Regions from separate parts of the Mustela erminea genome. Here region 2 is linked to region 1. Evidence: chromatin contacts called from public Hi-C data. All regions are on one chromosome and are shown on one strand. Each heading gives the region's core, a stretch centred on a gene start, on an enhancer-like site or on the middle of the called end of the contact. The rest is flanking DNA. Distances are from core to core; before and after follow the strand shown.

Region 1 (4,343 bases), core at 303-2,802:
CAACACTTGGGGTGCCTGGGTGGCCCAGTCGGTTGAGCATCTGATTTTTTATTTGGGCTTAGGTCATGATCTCAGGGTCCTGGGATTGAGCCCCAAGTAGAGCTCCATGCTCAGTGGGGAGTCTGCTTGCGGATTCTCTCTCTCTCTCTGCCTCTCCCCACTCACACTCTCTCTTTCTTTTTCTCTAAAAGAAATAAATCTTTTAAAAAAATAACAAACACTTAATGAATTTTTACTAATGACCAGTTGTTGTTGTTTTTAGACTTTGTTAATCTTTTTTTTGACAGGGAGAGATACAGGGAGAAAGGGAACACAAGCAGGGGGGAGAGGAAGGGAGAACAAGCCCCCCGTGGAGCAGGGAGCCCCCATGCCGGGCTTTTTCCTGGGAATCTGGGATGATGACCTGAGCCGAAGACAGAAGCTTAACAACTGAGCCACCCAGGCACCCCCAGTGGCCAGGTCTCATACAAAATACTCTGTATGTATTAAGGCAAATCCTCAGGACAACTATTATTATTTCCACTGAACAGATGGAAGACATAGTGCTCCCTCAGCTAATAAGTGACACAGACAGGATTCAAACCCAGAGCACCTCCAGAGTCAATACTAACTACGACACTAGTTAAATACTTAACTTACGACACAGTTAAATACTTAACTACGACACTAAATTTTTGTAGGTAACCAAAAGTCTCTTGTTATGATGTAGACCCACTTCCTTTCTAACCCCAATGGGAAGATAGAACTCGAGGGGTGCAGAACAATATTTATTATGCTTTTACTATGGGTCAGGCATCATGATGGGTGAGCCTATGAAACAAAGTATTAACTCTATTTTAGAGAAGTTGGCTCCGAACGTGGCTAAATACTGGAGGTATGTCTTTCAGTTATTAGCAGAGTTGGAATGAGGCCAGGTTTCCTGACTCTCAAGGAAGTACTCTTTAAAGGAAATCGTACAGAAAACCCTGATTAGGGACAAATGTGAAGGGCAAAGAGGCATCCGAATTATTAAGAAATGTGCTGATGTAGGCAGCGTACTGAAGAATGTTGAGAGAATACCAAAAATGCTATTCTATAGATACCCACAAAGGAATTCCTTGATTAAATAAAGGAGCCCTGTCACCGCCTAGAATTCCCATCCCAGAACTTCCCCGGAGGCAAGGGCAGAGAGGGCGCCACCTGTGCAGGGGAACCGGCAACCCGCTCTGGACACCAGGGCTCAGCCCCCTTCCTCTCCTCACATTCTAATTGGCCGACTTCTTCCTGGGCCCCCGCCTCCTCTGCGTGGACCGAGGGGCCGCCGACCCCTCCCCAGACCCCCTCCTCGACACCCGCGAGCCGCCTTTGCTGTCGCCCGTGACTGGCCCGACCGCAGCATGGGATCCGCCTCCCCTCCTCCAGATTGGCCAGCAGTCCCCAGGCTCCGGTCCCTCCTGTCCGCCGGCCCCGCCCCATTTCCCCTCGGCAGCGGGGCCTCGGGCGAGCCCCCGCCTCCGCGGGAGCGGGCCCCGCCCCCTGTGACGGCCGGGCCGGTAATTGGCGGCGGCGTGCAGCCATTTCCGGTTTCGGGGAGGTGGGTGGGGTGCGGAGCGGGACTGGAGCGGCCGCCGCCTGGGCCGCCGCCTACAGAGCCTTCCTTGCGCCTGGTGCTGCCGGGACGATGCGGCCGGAACCCGGAGGCTGCTGCTGCCGCCGCCCGCTGCGGGCGAACGGCTGCGTGGCGAACGGGGAAGTGCGGAATGGGTACGTGAGGAGCAGCGCCGCAGCCGCCGCAGCCGCCGCCGGCCAGGTATGGTGGGGCCGGGCTGAGCCGGAGGTGGCGGGCTGGGACCCCGCGAGCTGCGTCCGTGCGGAGCCGGCAGAGGGGGCGGTGGGGCGGGGCGAGGTCGCGGTGACCGTCCGCGGGGTCGGGCGCCGGGCGCGGCTCAGGTGTGCTGGCGGCGGTGTCCCGGCGCTGACCGGGCCTGCCCCAAGCGGGAGGCTCAAGGGCGGCGTGGGGGCTCCCTCGTGTCTCGGCGTCGGAGGTCGTCCTCCGGAGGTTTGGGCTCTGCTCCAAGTCCGAGGACCTTCCTCCCGCCGATCTGGCCAGAAATACGCGCCGGCCCTCGGGGAGGGTCCACTCGAGGGCTCTTGGTTCTTTCTCTCGAGGCTCCCGCCTTATGTCCTCGAGGCGATTGCTTCCTCTTAGAGTCCTGAAACCCTCCCAGGAAAACCATCCTCGGGGGCCTCAGGAGGCCAAGAAAGTTAGACGGTGATACCAGACCGATCAACACCCAGGTCTCTTCCTGCCATATACCTAGCCCTTCTGCAAGCAAGGCACTGGACCGCACGTCTGGCAGTGAACCCGGGCTGGTGCCTCACTAGCCTTCTGGTCTTACTCAGCCTGCGGTGGGACCCCAGCCCGGGCTCCAGGTTGAGTTAGGTGGTCCCTGGGAGCGGGAGTGCTGTCACCCAAGGGGCTTGCTGAACCCAGGGGGTGACTTGTGATGAGTCTCCAAACCAGTTAACCAAGGCTGAATCCCAGCCAAGTCCAGGGAGTTCTGAAATACTTTGAAAAGGTTTGAATTGAAGGCAGTAATTAGGAACAGCCTTCCAGTTCTCTGGATGGACAGATTCTCCTGAAATGTGTTTTTAAAGAGGAGCTGGTTAAAAAGATGAAGAGATCAGTGTTGCTGGAACAGTGTTGTAAGATTTGCAGTTGACTTTAATAGTTATACATACCGTTTAGATATTAAGGAAAACGTGTTTTTTTTGTTTTTGTTTTTTTGTTTTTTTTGCGCCAAAGTCAACTGTTCTGAACAGCAGTAGTGTGACTATTGTGATTTAGTTTGTCTTTAATATAGATATGTAGCAGCTTCCTCCCCCCAGTCAGTAGATAGGATAGATAGGCCTGTTACTGTTTAGTGTGAAACAGAAAATAAAATCATTCCTCTGGGTCATGTTGACATAGCAAGGCTGTGAGAGTTGGAGCGAAAACACATGAAAGAGCCTTGACCTCCCCTGAAGTTGTAAGGTTGAAAGCACCATAATGCACAGATTCCAAAGATTTATTGTCATTTTTAAAGAAATAATTGAGTGAGAGAGGAAGTGTAAGAACACTCTCATTATTGGCTGTGTAAGGGGTTGTTGTTTTTAGCAACATAAATGGCTAATAAGACAAATTTGCTGTGATAATGTAACAGGAAAACCTGATGGGTGAGAGTCAGAAAATACTTTGCAGATGAAGGAGTGGATTATGATTTTTTAATAGGGAAAAGGAAGTCAAGAGAAAGGTGTTCAGAGGTGTTTTGTGTTCAGGAACTCTTTTTTCATTTAACATAGGAGTTATGTTCTGATTTAATAGTAAATTTCTCCCATGATCTCTAATAGTCTAGCATTTATAGGTACAATATTATTTTAGAGGTTGCCAACTAATAGTAAGATGAAGACATATCAAGTTGCTAAAGTGAAATTTTAAAATGTGTATGGCTCTAGCATCTGGCTGATTTTTTTCTAGTGTATTTTAGTGAAAAATTCCACTCAGGTCATTGTGGTGGCATCTGGAAGACTGGGCTACTGGAATGCCTGAAAAAATGGTTAGGCTTCCAGTTATCACTTCTAGAAAACTCTTTGTCACAAGTGTTTTTAAAACAAAGACTTGGGGCGCCTGGGTTGTTGCTCAGTGGATTAAGTCTCTGCCTTCGGCTCAGGTCATGATCCCAGGTTCTTGGGATCGAGCAGCGAGCCTGCTTCCCTTTCTCTCTTCCTGCCTGCCTCTCTGCCTATTTGTGATCTCTGTCTGTCAAATAAATAATAAATAAAAATCTTTAAAACAAAGACTTTAGGGATATAGCTTTGTACATGAATGTGAGGACTATTATCTATTAGGTTTTTGTTTTGTTTTGTTTTCTTAAGTAAAAGAGAGGTTTTTGGTAACTTCATGGGAACAAGCGTTATCTTTAAAATACTTTAAGTTGGTTTTGTTTCAGTTACAGTGATAGTGCACCAACCCATATTTATTTTCCCCTACTTTCTAGGGGAAATGTTGCCAATTATGCCATAAAAATACACCTAAGATGTTAAGTGTGCAATTGTGTGTCATCTTTTAACTAAAATATAAATTTAGAGGGTTTTTTTTTTTTAAAGATTTTATTCATTTATTTGAGGGAGAAAGAGAGAGCATGAGTGGGGGGAAGGTCAGAGGGAGAAACAGACTCCCCATGGAACTGGGAGCCCCACGCAGACTTGATCCAGGGACTCTGGGATCATGACCGGGATCATGACTGCAGAAGGCAGTCGCTTCACCAACTGAGCCACCCAGGCTCCCTAAATTTAGAGTTTTTAAACCTGGAATATACATTCAT
Region 2 (4,833 bases), core at 810-3,309, 260 kb after region 1:
AAGCCCTGCATTGGGCTCTCTGCTCAGCGGGGAGCCTGCTTCCTCCTCTTTCTTGCTCTACCTGCCTCTCTGCCTACTTGTGATCTGTCAAATAAATAAATAAAATATTTTTTAAAAAAATGTTTCAGTTGGTTGCCAACATTAACAAATCAGGATGTTTCATATACAAATCCTATTTGTTTTTTCTTATGAAGGCAGAGACAGTGGTCTTGGGTTCCTGAGTAACAACAACTGATAGGAGACAATTAACAGCCTCTTTCAGTCATGGCATGCCCTCTCTGATCTGCCCTGTGCCCTACCTGGCCCTCTTCTTTCATTTTTGTTACCTTGAGGCACTGGAGGAGGCTGAGTGCGTGATCTCTGATCTGAAGTTTAAGAGAAGTTTATTAAACTTCCCGGTGCTTCTTGAGTGATCAGCATTTCAAAGCAGGGCCCAGGATGGAGCTATCAGTAATTAGCTCTCATGCATCTTTGGGAAGACATAGGTGTATCCATATGATTAAGGAGAGAGAACACAGCAGAACTTCTAGATCACCCCTGTCTACCATCCCTCTGACTACAGATATTTCACTCAAGTTCCCTCTGCCTTCCGCACCCCTCAGCACATCAAACTGCTCTGTGACCCTGCCTTACCATCCCTGAACTACCAATTCATCTTCTAGGTGGGCAAGGGCACTGCGGGAACCTAGGCCCTCCCAGGTTGGTTTCCAGGTCTGGAAGTTCCAGCCTGTACTGGAGACACTTTTGTAGGGAAAGTAAAGACGGTCCTGGTTCGGAGAGCAGGTGATAGACAGCAGGTGTCTTTATAAGGGGAGGAGTTAGGAGGCCAAAATTAGAGGTACCCTACTCCAAGGTACATCCCTGTCCTTGTCTGATCAGGCTGGAAGGGCCCTTGGGGCCATCTGGCCGGGACTGCTGGTTAGGGATGGGACCACTGGAGAGCCTGAGACATTAGCTTGGAATCCCTGGAGAAATGCCTTACCGAATTAATAAATGTTCCATCTTGACCTGTACTGAGGGTGACCACAGAGTCACTGTGAATGCCACTGCTCTCCAGTTACCTGCTTATGGACCATCAGGATTTATAATGGAGAGCACCTTCTGCTCTTCCTCTTACCAGTGATAACTATATCAACTGTCCCGCGTTCCTTCTTGCACTTGTTTTAAAGCCCAAGTAAAATATTCGTCTCATTACCACTCCTGGAGGAACCTCATTTCCAATTCAAATATGGATTCTGACCACTCTAGCAGATTTTATTTTAAAACCGTTTCTCACGCCTCGTTTTGAGAGAAAGCCTCCTAAAATCCCATTTGGGAGTGGGAGAGCTATGCATTATTAAGATGATGCTAATTCCATCTGGTGTGGCCTGCCATCTTCCTTGGTGGTTCTCAAACTTGAATAAGACTTCAAAACGCTCATGGAGGCGCTTATTAAGCATGCAGATTCTTGGGTCCCTTCCCCCAAAGATGACCCCAGGGAAAACTCCCCAGGAGATGGAGAGGACTTTAAGTGCTAGTGCCTCCCCACCACCCAACCCCAAGAGCTCTCTCCAAGTGCAAACCACCCGGGAAGGCCCTACGCTAACAGTTAGAACCCGTCGGGCCGACTGGTAAGGAACAGCACGCGGGATATAAGGAAGAGGGAGGCAAGGGACGACGTCTGGAAAGCCCGGCAGAAGGGACAGTGAGAGACAGGTGAAGCGCGAGAGTACAGCGACTCCACAGCGCCCCGCACACTCCAGGAGCGTAAGCCGCCTGCAGCCCCAACCTCCCCGGACTACAAGCCCCAGCGAGCAGCGGGAAGCGGGCAGCGCGCAGGCGCAGAACAGAGCCCGCGAGGCGCTCTGCATGCCGGGAGTTGTGCGTTGTGGAAGCCGTAGGAAGGGGGCGAGCGGCGCACCTTTTGACCCCCGCCCCACAGGGTTTCTCATTCTCAGTGGCGCCCCTATCCCCGGATGTGTGGAACAGACCTTCCCCGCTTGCATCTCGCACCTCCGGCCACCCTTCTTCCAGGCCGGGAGACTTCGCGCCTGGGACTCTCCTACTCGTCCCGCACCGAGGCCCAGTGAGGCCCCGACACGTCAGAACCAGCGCTTCCGTCGTGGTAAAGCGAGGGGTTGGGCTAGAATGATCTTTTCGGTCCCGTCTGGGTCGCCCCGCCCTGCCGCCACGCCCCCCCTCCCGGCGCTGCTGGGAGTTGCAGTTCCTTGAGCCCGTTTCCTCCCCGGCCGGCCCGCCGGGCCCGGGCCATCCGTCATGCTCTGCGCCACCAGCCGCCTCCTAGCGGCCCGGACGGCGACCGCGCTCCCCGCGCAGCCCAGAGGCCGGGGCCCCGGCGCCCGCTGCCGGCGCAGGGAACTACATTTCCCAGGGCACCCCGAGGTGCCCCTGGGTGAGTTCTTGGCGGGGCGGCTCGCAAGATCGAGCGTTTCGGCCAGCCGGAGGGCGATCCTGAGGAGGGGCAGGATGCCGCCGGCGGTGGGCGGAGGCCCCGCAGGGTCCGAGCTGCGTCCCCGGCGGGGCCGCTGTGGGCCCCAGGTCACTAGGGCTGTGGGCCCGGACGTGGCTGCCCAGCCTGCAGCGCGGAGCCCCAAACGGCCTGCTCGGGGCTCGCGGCGCTTCGAGGCAGCCGGCCGGTGGGCCCTGCTGGCCCTGGTGACGCTGCTGTCCTTCGCCACCCGCTTCCACCGTCTGGACGAGCCGCCGCACATCTGGTGAGTGACAGAAGGGACTCGGCGGATCCCGTGGCAACGGGGTGGGAACGATGCACCCTCTGATTGGCCCGGGGGCACGGAGGGGGCGGGAATCACAGGGGGAGGGGCGGGGCTGCGCAGGAGAAACAGGTTGCGGGAGGTTGCTTTGGCCAGGTGCAGTGTATGTGAGAGGAGTCATTTCTGCTCCCGTGGGTGGCAGTGGGATTCCTTAGGATCCGAGGAGTCTCAGACTGTGTCTTTGACCTTCCAAGGAGAACTGGAAATTCTTAGTACAGAATTTCCTAAGGCCTGAGTTCCTAATCTGCAGGATTTCCAGGCATCAAGGGAGGTGAAAATCATCCTTGGGAGCAGGGACAATTTGTGTGTCCAGAGATGGTGGCAGGGGTCTCTCCTTGTGAGGAGAGACTTGTTTTCTTAAAGATTTTATTTTGTAGGACTTAGATTTTATGAGATAAGAGTAAAAAGTCTCCAGCTAGAAGGAGGAAAAGTTTTGCGCAATCTGAAAATGGTTAATTTGTTTAGCCAACAAGTGATAACATGTTTTGTTGGTATCCCTGACTAGAAGGTTAGTGTAGGGGATGTTAAAAATGGAACTCCTTGACCAAAAAGCAAGCCAGCTAACAAACTACCTGGGCTATCCTACTTGGAAGTGAATAAATTCGTTTGTTATTGTTTCATGAATGCTGGCAGAAGACATGAGACTCCTGGGTCAGAGACAAAGGACTCATTACTCACAGGGTAGGAGGCAGCATGAATATCAACATACTGGATTAAGTTTGAATCTTCCCTCCCTCCTCCACCCTGCTGATCAGCAGTTGTTAGGGGGAAAGAAAGACAAATCATGTCCAGGTATGGTCCAGGAAGAATCTAAAATGTTCAAAATATGGGTTTATGTAACCCTCCACCTCTTCTGTCCAAGAGGAGATGAACCCTTTCTGGTGATGACTGCATTAGGTGATGAAACTGCTTTACCAAGGTGTGTGAACCAGGAGGAGGTGAGGGAAGTAGAGTCAGAAATCATTTTGAGAAGATTGTTCTGCGCTCAACAATATCAAATGTGTTCGGAGGGTAAGGAGTGTGGAATGCCATCAGATACTTCTACTGACTGTTGGCTCATTATTTTGTGGCCATTGCAAAAAAAAAAAAAAGGTATGCTATTGTCAGACTTAGATGGTTTGGAATGACATAGTTTAGTTTCAATTACTGCAGTAACATATGTGGAGTTAGATGGTTGGACTGGAACAGCATCATCAACAGGTTAACCTGAAAAAGTGTCAGTAGCAGTGAAGTGCCAATGATAGCCCGAAGAGGGATACAAAGTCCTAATACTTTAGGACTAATAAAGTCCTAAAGTCAGTTTCCTTGGAGCAGGCAGGGCCAATGCCCCCATTGTGGCCTCCTTTATTGCAGGATGAATTGGCCAACTTTTGGCAGGAGTCACAAGTCAGCACAATGCAGTGATGGCTTCTGCTTCAGAAACTTATAGCCCTTTACTTTGTGCCCAGTCCATGATGGTAGATGTGTTTCCACATGTGGAGCATTGATGAATCCTGATTACAATCTGTAACAGTCTGTTTGGTACAGGCTTGATCTGCAGCTTGATTTCAGTCAGTCTTAACAGAATCCTGGTCCTCACTGTGGGCGTCCATATGAGTGATCCAGATTGTCCCACTGACAGGCAGCCATGACTGTTTTGCCACAATTCTTGGCTCTAAAGAGGGGTAATTTAAATTTCTCAGTATATAGTCCTCTAGGTGGCACACCAGAAGCTAGACTAATGGCAAAAGCCCAAGAGCCAATAAAAATAGAACTTGTCTGTTTCTCAGGAATATTGTGCAAGGCAAGGGTGATGAGCCCATTGTACCCATCAACCCTTTCTGCAGTTGGCCTTCCAGAGTTGTCACTGGGACTGGATGGTTGCTGCTGCCCAATGGACGCTATCCGCCAACCAGGCACAAGCCTTGAGAGGAAACCTCTGTGCATCAAGTCTCCACTGAGCTAGTGGTTTTGCTTTGGGTGGTGGAATGGAAGATAGTTTCTCTCAAAGTCAGAGCTCCCGCCTCCTCTTATAAAGATGCCTTTAGGGCCAGGCCAGCTAGATCACTTCCATTTCACCATC

Evidence for each region. Hi-C and Micro-C count contacts between places; a contact is called where the count stands out from the background.
Region 2: a contact with region 1 is called in a Hi-C map of spleen, with 5 times the contacts expected there. The contact joins the promoter of GSTZ1 here to the promoter of SPTLC2 in region 1. A contact is called at or near these places in 2 of 3 Hi-C or Micro-C datasets (skeletal muscle and spleen).

The regions. Positions count from the first base shown.
Region 1 is chr5:129,843,660-129,848,002 of mMusErm1.Pri, forward strand. SPTLC2 (serine palmitoyltransferase 2) reads left to right here and starts at 1,553. Exons shown (of 12, transcript XM_032344811.1): 1 at 1,553-1,789. The coding sequence starts at 1,661.
Region 2 is chr5:130,106,423-130,111,255 of mMusErm1.Pri, forward strand. It overlaps GSTZ1 (maleylacetoacetate isomerase), which reads right to left and starts at 2,060. Exons shown (of 9, transcript XM_032344829.1): 1 at 1,971-2,060. The coding sequence starts at 1,985. POMT2 (protein O-mannosyl-transferase 2) reads left to right here and starts at 2,239. Exons shown (of 21, transcript XM_032344827.1): 1 at 2,239-2,714. The coding sequence starts at 2,257.